Regions from separate parts of the Drosophila melanogaster genome. Here all the other regions are linked to region 1. The links are chromatin contacts, called in public targeted proximity ligation maps. All regions are on one chromosome and are shown on one strand. The core of a region is the stretch at or near the end of the contact, and the rest is flanking DNA. Distances in the headings are between cores, read along the strand shown. Region 1 holds the start of Slc45-1 (Solute carrier family 45 member 1). Region 2 holds the start of nwk (nervous wreck). Region 3 holds the start of CG13315.

Region 1 (3,331 bases), core at 44-2,543:
CGAGGTGAGATACTGGAGCTGTTACTACATCGTAATGATTCTTTCAAGTGCATCATAACAATAATCTCCTTTGGATGTACAATAATGTGGCTTCTGAACAATGTTCCCACCTTGAAGAAAATTATAGCCGAAGTCTGCAGTAAAATGCCATATTTTCAATGCCACACCTATGGGTTCGATAAATGACCATTAAAAGATTTTATTGCCAATTAATTATAGTCACTTGACTAATTCGCCTTTCGAGTGTTTCTGGCTGCTGAGATTTGATAACCGTGCGTCCACACCCCGTGTGTGATAACGTCAAGAGCTAAATAAATAAACCGATAAACAAACACTCGAAATCAAGTGGAATTTCCCAGCCTATGCGGCCAGTGTAATCTAGGATTTCAATCCACCCTTGGAAAATCACTCGAGAATCACTGTGCATATTACTACATCCATGAATGCCTATGCTATGAAACCTGTCGCCTGTGAAACAAGTTTCATGTGTGTTCACTGTCGTTCCCGGTGGCCAGAAATTCAGGTGAGCAAGAGTGTTCCACTTAGATGCTCAGAATCTACAATCACCTGCAGCAGGGCTAGATCAAATGTTGAGCTAGGTTGGCTCAAGAACCAGGAACTGTGCTAATGCTAATTAATAATTAACATAATTACACACAGATTGTGCTATGTCGTCAGACAAAATGCATTGCGAATGAGCTGAGGCGAGGCAAAAAAATAAAAAACACCTAATATCAACATCAATATTTATGGCAAGATTTGTGTGCAGAGAAAAAAATGCAGACCATTTAATATCTAATATTTATAATAACTAGTACATGTTTATTCATTAGGCTACACTCAGCTAAAGTTCTATCTTCATGCAAAAGTATCTTAGAATACTCATATAAATTCACAGAAAATAATAAAAAAAAAAATATTATTATTAAAAGTAACATAGTGGAAAAATTTAAGGATATTTGTTTATTAATATAATAAGTCTTAGAAACAATTGAAAGATATATATATCTTGGTGCATTTTGATAACTTGCCATGGAATAGTACTTATCTTTTCTCTCTGTGTGGCCACTGCTCCTAAGACAAAGAAAGGAAAGGCTCGACCGGACCCGATGCGATAAGACGCCGATCGGAGGGAGAGTGAATATGGCCCGCGATATGGAGGCCCGATCCCATGAAGAGTACTCTGGGATGCGAGAGAGAGAGGCAGAGCTATGGTAGACCGAGCTGCCGTCACATATGCCGTATAAATTGCTGCGTCCAGAGGTCCACCATTCAGTCGCAGAGCGAACCAGAGCAGACCAAGATCATCTCGAGCAGTTGTCCGAAGGCGATTTGGCCATCCAAAAATAGACCAAAGTCATCGAAAGTTGAGGCACCGCAAACAAAAAGTTCTGCAAAAAATAGAACATAAATTTTCCATTTCGTGCGTATCGATTCGAGGGACATAATTCGGAACTGCGCAGTTTGCCGGGAAATTGCGAGGAAAACTCTTCTTTCATGTCTTGCCAAAATCTTCGCAGCGTTCAGGCCAAAGGAGTAAACAGCTGCCGCGCTCGACAAGCGGCAATGTCAGCAGTTTAATAAGAAAGTAAAAATCATACAACCAAACGAATAACAAATCCATCGGGCAACGAGCAGATATAAAGTAGATATATCATTAAAATTGATAATAATAATAATTCGCCAAAGTGCAAGTGAATCGAGAGCGACAGAGAAGAGTGCGGAACAACTTTCCGCAGGAAAACAAAAACAGGAGGACCGAGACTGGGGTGCAAAAATTGATTTCGTTAGCCTTTTGCCAACACCAATTGCATGGGTAAAGTTATGAGAGTGAATTCATTATCGCCGCCCGCCCACAACTGCCACGCCCACGCTCGCTCCAAGCAACAAAAGCAGAAACAATTGAAATTAAAGAAAATCGAAATATATTTTATGTTCAGCAATTTGTGCAAGCGAAAAACTTTAACGGAGTATAATTTATTGACACTAAAACAAAGTCGGGATAGTGAGTGAAGCAAAGCGCTTAAACAGTGACAGTGATCGTTAAAACTTTAATCAACATAAAACATAAGAAGAAAAATTAGTCACATTTCGTAGCAAAAATAAATAGTTAGAGGAACGATTGCGTGAGGAGCGTGGGCTGTCAGCAGATCAAGGATTGCCACACATACAGGTGAGTTTGAGCCATTGCAGTGGATTATTTATTATAGCTAATAGTAATTATATAACTTTATTTGACTTTTATGGTCCTGTGCTTTGTGTTAGAGCTACTAAAAACTAGGTTGAAAACTAGAACTCTACAAGTGATACTTTTTATGCAAGTAAGTCCTTCTTTTATAAATACGAGCCACTTAAAATTCCAGTTTAACTTATAGTACTTGCAATTAATAATCAAATTACCCGAGTGTATCGAATTTCCTAAATACCTTATAATCGAATATAAGACGTCAATAATTAAATAGCCATATCCACAATTTCCACGAAATAAAATAAATTTCGTTAGAATTTTCTCCCATAATTAAGGGAGCCATAATAAAATAATAACACGGTTCATGCCTGTTCACAATAAGAGGATCAATTACGCCTCAATTGTTGGTTAAATAAACTGCCTATGTGCTGAAAGCAACCAATCTACACCTATATGTATATGTATATGCATATTTGTATGTATATCAACAGCACAGCCGGGTTCACACCCCCACAATAAAGTAATATGCATTTTAAGCAGCAGCAGTTTAATAATAATCATGTTAATTACAAAACGGTTTAATCGCCATGGAACCAGCTACGAGAGCAGCAACAATGGAATTCATCCGATTATTTCGCCGAAGACGTGTGAATTTAACATTGTGATATTTTGCTAACGGATTCAGCTATCTGAATGTTAACTATTTCCTCAATAACTCCCCGATATGACCTTGACCCCTTTATATGAAATGTTTTCGAATGATTCACTCAGGCCCCCGAAGAGTTGTCAACTGCGGAATGCTTATCAGGTGACTTCCTAATCGTAACAGGCAATTAAAGCCACCGGCTACTTAATTAATGCCCCAAGCTCATCATTTTGTTGCTATTTTGTTTATTTAAACATTTATTGACCTAGTCTGCGGCGATTTAATTACCAGCCGCCGTTCGTTCGTTTATTTTTTTTTTCCGAGAATATTTATACATATTTAAGTGCAAAAAGCGTCGGTCATCTAACCGTTGGCCCATTGGGGGGATTGGATTTGAAATTCCAGGAGAAAATAAGAGTAGTACAGTACTGTATCTACTACACCCACATGACCTGCAACTTGTCTCAATTACCACGAAAGTGTGACAATGTGAATGA
Region 2 (3,436 bases), core at 570-3,069, 71 kb after region 1:
ACCGATTTTGCACTTCTGGATGGTTTATAATTTATGAGCAATGCCATTATACACTTACCCCATTAACATCAGGTACTCGGCAACCCGCTCGAAAACATAGTTCTCCATGGTGGTCATCGTTGTCTGCAGATCGACGGTGAAGTAGCGATTCTGATGCGCATTGGCCGCCGCCAAGCTGAGTACGTAGTCATTCCGGGCGCCAGATGACTTCTCCTCCAGCAGCTCCTTGCGAGATGTGACCCGGGCGCTGTTCTTCTGCAGCGAAGTGATTGATTGAAAGAAGGAGCCCTTCTTCTTCTTAAGCTTCTCCTCGATATCGCGGGCCTTGTCCCGAACATCGTGAGCACAATGCTCTTCGTCAAAGTATGATTTCTTGGTCTTATCCACATCGCCCACGCTCAGATGGAGTTCCTTCTGCACATTGACAATTCCGGCTAGCGAACGCTTAGCTATGGCCAACTTATAGTCCCGCAGAACCTTGGCCTCATCCGCGATTTGCTGTTGAAACACCTCTATGGCGGCCAATCGAGCACGAGCCAGTTTCTCATTCTCCTCGAGCACAGTGCGCCAAACGCTCCACATGTTCCTATGAGATTACGTATAAGTAGGTGGGTAATTCAAATTGACTGAAGGTTCTCGAAAGAACGTTACTAGTTAGCTGGAAAGCAATACCCACCAGCGTTCCTCCATGCCCTCCATCTTAATATCTGGTATATTGGGTATCTTCTTGTTGAGATACTGCGATGAGATCTTCAGCAGCGACTCACTGTATGACTTCTCGACAGCGGAACGCTTGATGGTGAACTGCCGGATGTCCTCCAGGAGGTCGCATTCATGCTGATTCTTCAGCTGCAGCTTGGCCACCTGCTCCGTGTGCAAATTCTTGAGGAATTTCACATAGTTTCCCTGCAGGATTACGAGGTATACGATGAATGATTATTGTGGAACTATCTTTATCAATTCGATTTATTTATGATTTACCTTACGCGGCGGCGGCTGCATCATGGGGCTTTTTCTACGACAATCGGGTCACTCTACAATTGGCTTTTTTTTTCTATTTTAGCTCCGACTTAATGGTGTTACATTACCTCTAGCAACTGTAAATAGTATGATTGCTTTATGAGAGGATATGATATACGGGTATTAAAATACGATACGATATTTAAGATCCCATCTTATTTTTTTAATATAAAAAAATTTATATTTCAGTGGCTTAAAAGGGGAGATTTATTTTTAACGCCATGACTTATATCAAAGAATCTAACATTATCAAATTAAAGATTAGATAAAATGTAGCCCTACTGATATTTATTATATATATATATTTTCCGATTATTTTTGGCTGTGTAAATGGGTGGTGTTGGTGGTACATGTGGGTGGTTGTGTGGTCCTTAAGCCGTTAATAGGTTCGCTACGCAGCAACGGGTCTCAAAACTTATGTAACTGAAATGCAATGATAACTGACATCGAAACGCAAAGGAAATCAAGGGTTTTCTTCAAGCTCAAATCTAGTACTATTTTTAGCTGGAAATTTTCACTCGGGCAGCCCACGCAGCAGCCCCCCTTTTTTTGGGGGTATCGTATCGATTTCTCTGGCCCCGGACTAGCTTATTTTTTTTAAGCATTTACACCAACTACGTTATTCAAAACACTTGGCTAACACTTTTTTTGGACATGGCCGGTTAAGATGGTTGTTTTTCAGCTGGATTAGTACTTTTTGGGATTCTTATCGCTGGGTTTTCACTGAAATTTGTGGTCTTTTTCTGGGCAGCTAAAATCCGTTGCTTACTTATCGATTTCGATTTTCACGACGTTTGTGTGAGAACTTTTCAACATGCACCGTTAACTGCTGGTGCTGCTGCGCAAGAAGAGACCGCCAAAGAGAGCGGTGAGAGAAAGTCGAGAGAGAACGAAGTCGTGTTTCATTCATGGCCTCTAGTACCGTTAACAAAGAGGGTGAGTTTTATTGTTTTTGCCCCGTCAGCTGTTTGATAACACCTCACTTGCGTGTAACGGCACTTAAGGAAAATGAAGAAAAAAAAACTACTATAAAAATTCAACCTTTGAATGGTATGCCATTTGATCTTGACACCTGGCGTACGACAACAGCTAAAACAAAAATGTGCGTTTGCGTGAAACTACTCATATGCTGTGGCTATCAAAAACGGTTTAATTGATAACTTCAGATATTGGCCAAGAGGTTTGATAAGATTTTCGAGTCGCGCCCAGAAGTATGCATGCAATAATATAAATGCATTACGTTATCTTGAGAAAGTAGACATAAGCTTATAAATATGGCATATTGGGAACTTGATGTTTTTTTTCAAAAATTTTTAAAAATTAAATTTTAACAGGATTAGAAGATTATTTGTTTGTTATGTTTTTTTTACTTTATACATTTTTACATTCTTACATTTTACATACACATCCTCAATAATTTTTCATCACTACTCACGACAACCTATCGATAAGTTTCTATCGCTAATAGGACCAGCTGCTGACAACAAATAGGTTTCGACCTGGTATTTTAATTTAGGAATTTGTACTTTGTTGTTTTCATGTTTTCAACTTGAAAATGGCCACGAAGCTAAATGTAAATATTCGCACCCTGCTGGCCAACTGCGAGGAACTGGCCAAAAGCGAACAGAACTTCTGGAGGCTGCAGAAGTTCATTAAGTCCCTGGACACAATGCTTGCCGAGCTGGAGGCGATGGGCGATCCGCAGAGTGTCAAACGTATCCCGGGCTACTTGGAGCGCCTACAGGCCCTTAAAATATCCACCGGATATGCAGACGTTCCCGGTTCCACAACAAAGACTCCTTCACAATCCTCAGCCGTCAGCGAAACTGGGGAAAATGCACTGAAAGAAATAAGGCAGCTGCAAAACAGCAAATATCACAACGAACTGCGAAAGGAACTGCTCCAGGGTAATAAAGAATTAACAAACAGTTTTGTACATATTTTAAAATTTCTTAAATTCAAAAATGTAATAGTTCATAACTTAAAAAACATTTATTTTAGATTCCGATGCCCTGCGAAGACGTCGAGGAGCAGATGAATCCTCCTCCAGTTCTGGAAGCGCAAACGTTCAGGAAACTTCTGGTGAAAACATGAACCAGGCTGCCAAGTATTATACGAATGCCCAGGAGAAGATCACCGAGCACATGCTCTCGCTGACTCGGAACTTAAAGGAACAGACGGAGACCGCCAACAGGATTATCCGAAGAGACACGGAGGTTGTGTCGCGTTCCGCCGGAATGGCGGATCGCAATATCAATTCGCTAGGAAAAGAGGCTGAGAAACTGGAGCAACATTCGAAAAAAGCCTACAAGTGCTGGCTGTGGCTGATGATTGCCTTCGTAATTGCCACTTTTATAGGTGAGTCATTGTATTTTGTGGAAGTTTTGTTCAAGCTGCAAAAAAGAACCCCTCTTGG
Region 3 (3,312 bases), core at 697-3,196, 110 kb after region 1:
GATTCTAGAGAAATATCCAACTGATCTCTACTGTGTTCTATGCTTTAGTGGGGGGGACACATATGTATGTACGAAAATAAGCAAAGTACATATAACTTGAAAACCCAAAGTATTACCATTTTGAGCTGCAATATTTTTTAATCAAATACCAAACGAAAGATGAAATGGATTTAATAATAGTAAAATACAAAGATAATAATTAATATATATTTTTCTCTTTTGAGATAAACCAAACGGAAACACTGTTTTCACATGAATTGAGTTAGGCAACAAATAAACGAGGTCATAAAATAACATAACATATTTCAAAAAAAGTATCAAAACCAAAGCTAGCTAAGGAAATGCACAAAGTTTTGTGTGTATTTTTCGGTTTTTATTCATGTGTGTAAATCTTCCGTGTGCAAAACAAAAAAAAAATAAATAAATAAAAACGAAGTATGAAAAAAGAAGCAAACCAGAACTACACTACACTACAAAAGCAAAGCCAGACACTAAGCCCAACTGAAATTGTCAAATATAAATTAATATATATGAGGTCTATATGAGTATATATTTAGATAACAATTATATTATATATATATACATATATATTATATACATACTGTGTGCAAATTATTCAGATCCATCAAAATACGATGCGGAAAAGTCTCTATATATATTTAGTAAAATTAAAACGAAAGCGAATGAAAAATGAATACGTAGTACAATGACAAGCGAAATAAAAAGTATAAAGCAAAAACATATATGAAAACACAAAATTTGAGGAAACGGAAAATTAAAAAGAATCTATGAATAGCATATAAAAATAATTATTTATAAAGGCTGTAATTTTAAGTAAAATGATCAACCCGATAAACATGATAAAACTCAAAAATAAAACACAAAAAAAAAAAAAACGAAAACCAAACAAAAAACTTAACATAAACATATTTCACCCACAATGCAAATTAAATTAAACTAAAACAAAATGTAAACAAATCGCGAGAATATACTATAAAACATAAGTAAGAAACGATATCTAAAAACGAAATTATAAAGCTAAACGAACAAATTATATGAAGTAAAATTACATACCAAACCAAAGGAAGTAAAGCATAAATATAAAACCCCAAAATTATATATATACGAGAACTCAATGTATGTAATAAATATAAAACTAATTAATAAAATCTTAAAAATGGAATAAACCGAATGAATCAATTGGGCTTTCATTTGGAATCATACGATGATTGTGACATTTAGATTTAGGTCATTGCTTCTGGAACTGATGACGCATTTAGCAGACCCCCGTCAGACTTCGGTCCAGAAAAAAAAAAACGAATAATATTCTCTTATCTACGCGCTAGAATGCATTTATTAAATCTTTGCCATTTATTTCTTTTTTTCATATATACATATATGTATATATATATAATGCCAAGGTACATGAAAAGTCGTAGCGCCAGCTTCGTTTAGATTCGATTAACTCTAATTTGCACGATAAGAACTATCGTTTTGGAAAATACTCTATGCATAATAAATACAAAGTGCACAAAAAAAATTTACATATGTATGTCTAGTGCGACATTAGGAACATGTCAAGGCCGGAACTAAAACTAATCCCTAATCACGGATATAGCTGCGATCATAGTTCTGCATCCGTACACTCTGAGGCGCCTTCTGGGTGCGATCGAAGTTCTGCAGCTTGTTGGTCTTCAGCATCCGGGGATTGGGTCCGGCTGAGGTGCGCCAGTAGACCGTCTGCACCGCATTCCGTCCGGCAATGTAGCGCGTAGTCGCTCCGATCAAATGGTTCACCTTAGTGGCAGACATCTTGGGGATATTGTTGTGTGTGTGTGTTCGTTTAGTATCACAGTTGGGTTGCTTTCGCTATAGAGTCGTCTCTATATCTGGGTTGTTCCTAATGAATTCGTACGATCATTGGCGCGCTCGTTTCGTTTCTGTGGCCTCACTTGGCTCCGGATCCACTATTTATAGCGATGCCTTATCAGCACTTTTATACTGGCATATGTATGGTCATTATCTTGCAAGTAGTTGGGGCTTATCAGGTGTGTGTTGCTCAAAAGGGTTTCCAATTGATTGGCTTACGACCAGGCCTTTATTTGCTGGCCATGCAACCCGAATGCAAGGCGAAATGCGACGCACTTTTGGCCAAAGTTTGTTATTCAACGTTTCAGATTGCATTGTTTATTTCTAATTGGCTGTTGTTTAGACGTGTATCCGTAAGCAAAATGGAGAAATAGCCTTCATCGTACTTCCCAAGTGCAGCTCGAAGTCCAAAGGCTGATCTCTACAGCTGTATCATTATTGCACAATTAATCAAATACCCCTCAGGCCATGACGTAAATCCTAATAAAATGTATGTACAGTCAAGCATGCGCCACTAAAGCTGACCTAATTAAAAAACTTAAGTCAATTTGCATTGATTCCGGGAGGCATTAGATTAACTGAAGTAACTCACATATTTATACAACTATAGTTTTGTAATTTTTTTTTTTTGTAATATGACTGTTATGTATGCATTTATTGAGGATGCACCGAACCGCAGCCAGAGATATCTATATTTTGCTAGACTATGTTGATAATTCTGCACCTGATGCTTTGTTGTCTAAAATAATCTTAAAATAATAAAATGTGTGCTGTAGGTCATGGGTTTCGCCTGATAGAAGTTCTTCTGTAAGCGATGTTTCTGGCCTTTGTATTCCAATATTGAGGTTACATTTATGCCTATTTATGACACTAGCTAACCAGCTGATTGCCTAGTTGGACCGAGCTTTAAGATATGTGCCACCAGCTTCGTTCTTCTCTAATACATACATACTATCATGAGTACTCTACGTGTGCGGCGGGAGCTCCTCTTATCAGTTTTGTGAGTCGGCGACTGCTTGTGAATTATTATTTTCAAAACAAAACGTCAAGCTGGCACACGGTCTATTACTGCAATCAGGCGTTGTAAAATCCGGCAGAAAGTGTGCGGGTGAGGAATCGTTAAGTCAACAATAACAAAAAAACCACAATAAACCACTATGAACGCACACTTCAAGTTCAAGTGCGATTCAGAACCAGCGGGGGCCATGCAATCTAGCCCTTATCTAGCCCTAGCACGCTGTCTGCTAGTGCTTCAGGAACCAATGCATTCGCTGGCTGGAAAAAAAAAATTAATCATCGCGATCAGGGGGGAATATTTTGCTGCCGAAACTTTTCCACGCAAACCCTGGAGCTTGTTTTCTCTTTACGAGCGAGTCCAGACTTTAAGTGCTTCCTTTAGACTTCTTCTTTTCAGCCTGATTACAGAGCGAGCTTGTTCCCGTT

Evidence for each region.
Region 2: a targeted proximity ligation map of the Kc167 cell line shows a contact between it and region 1, with 5 times the contacts expected there. A contact is called at or near these places in 27 of 107 Hi-C or Micro-C datasets (the Clone 8 cell line, the D17-c3 cell line, the Kc167 cell line and 7 more) and 3 of 7 datasets of targeted methods (the Kc167 cell line and the S2 cell line).
Region 3: a contact with region 1 is called in a targeted proximity ligation map of the Kc167 cell line, with 3 times the contacts expected there. A contact is called at or near these places in 11 of 107 Hi-C or Micro-C datasets (the Kc167 cell line, the OSC cell line, the PNm cell line and 4 more) and 3 of 7 datasets of targeted methods (the Kc167 cell line and the S2 cell line).

The regions. Positions count from the first base shown.
Region 1 is chr3L:9,206,815-9,210,145 of dm6, reverse strand. Slc45-1 (Solute carrier family 45 member 1) reads left to right here and starts at 1,293. Exons shown (of 4, transcript NM_140035.2): 1 at 1,293-2,173.
Region 2 is chr3L:9,136,243-9,139,678 of dm6, reverse strand. It overlaps nwk (nervous wreck), which reads right to left and starts at 1,819. Exons shown (of 9, transcript NM_140033.3): 1 at 1,790-1,819; 2 at 982-1,097; 3 at 677-906; 4 at 59-586. The coding sequence starts at 1,002. It overlaps Use1 (Unconventional SNARE in the ER 1), which reads left to right and starts at 2,498. Exons shown (of 3, transcript NM_140032.3): 1 at 2,498-2,927; 2 at 3,022-3,378. The coding sequence starts at 2,576.
Region 3 is chr3L:9,095,511-9,098,822 of dm6, reverse strand. It overlaps CG13315, which reads right to left and starts at 1,946. Exons shown (of 1, transcript NM_144186.2): 1 at 1,329-1,946. The coding sequence starts at 1,812. The coding sequence ends at 1,603. It overlaps bol (boule), which reads left to right. Exons shown (of 8, transcript NM_001274685.2): 8 at 1-1,194.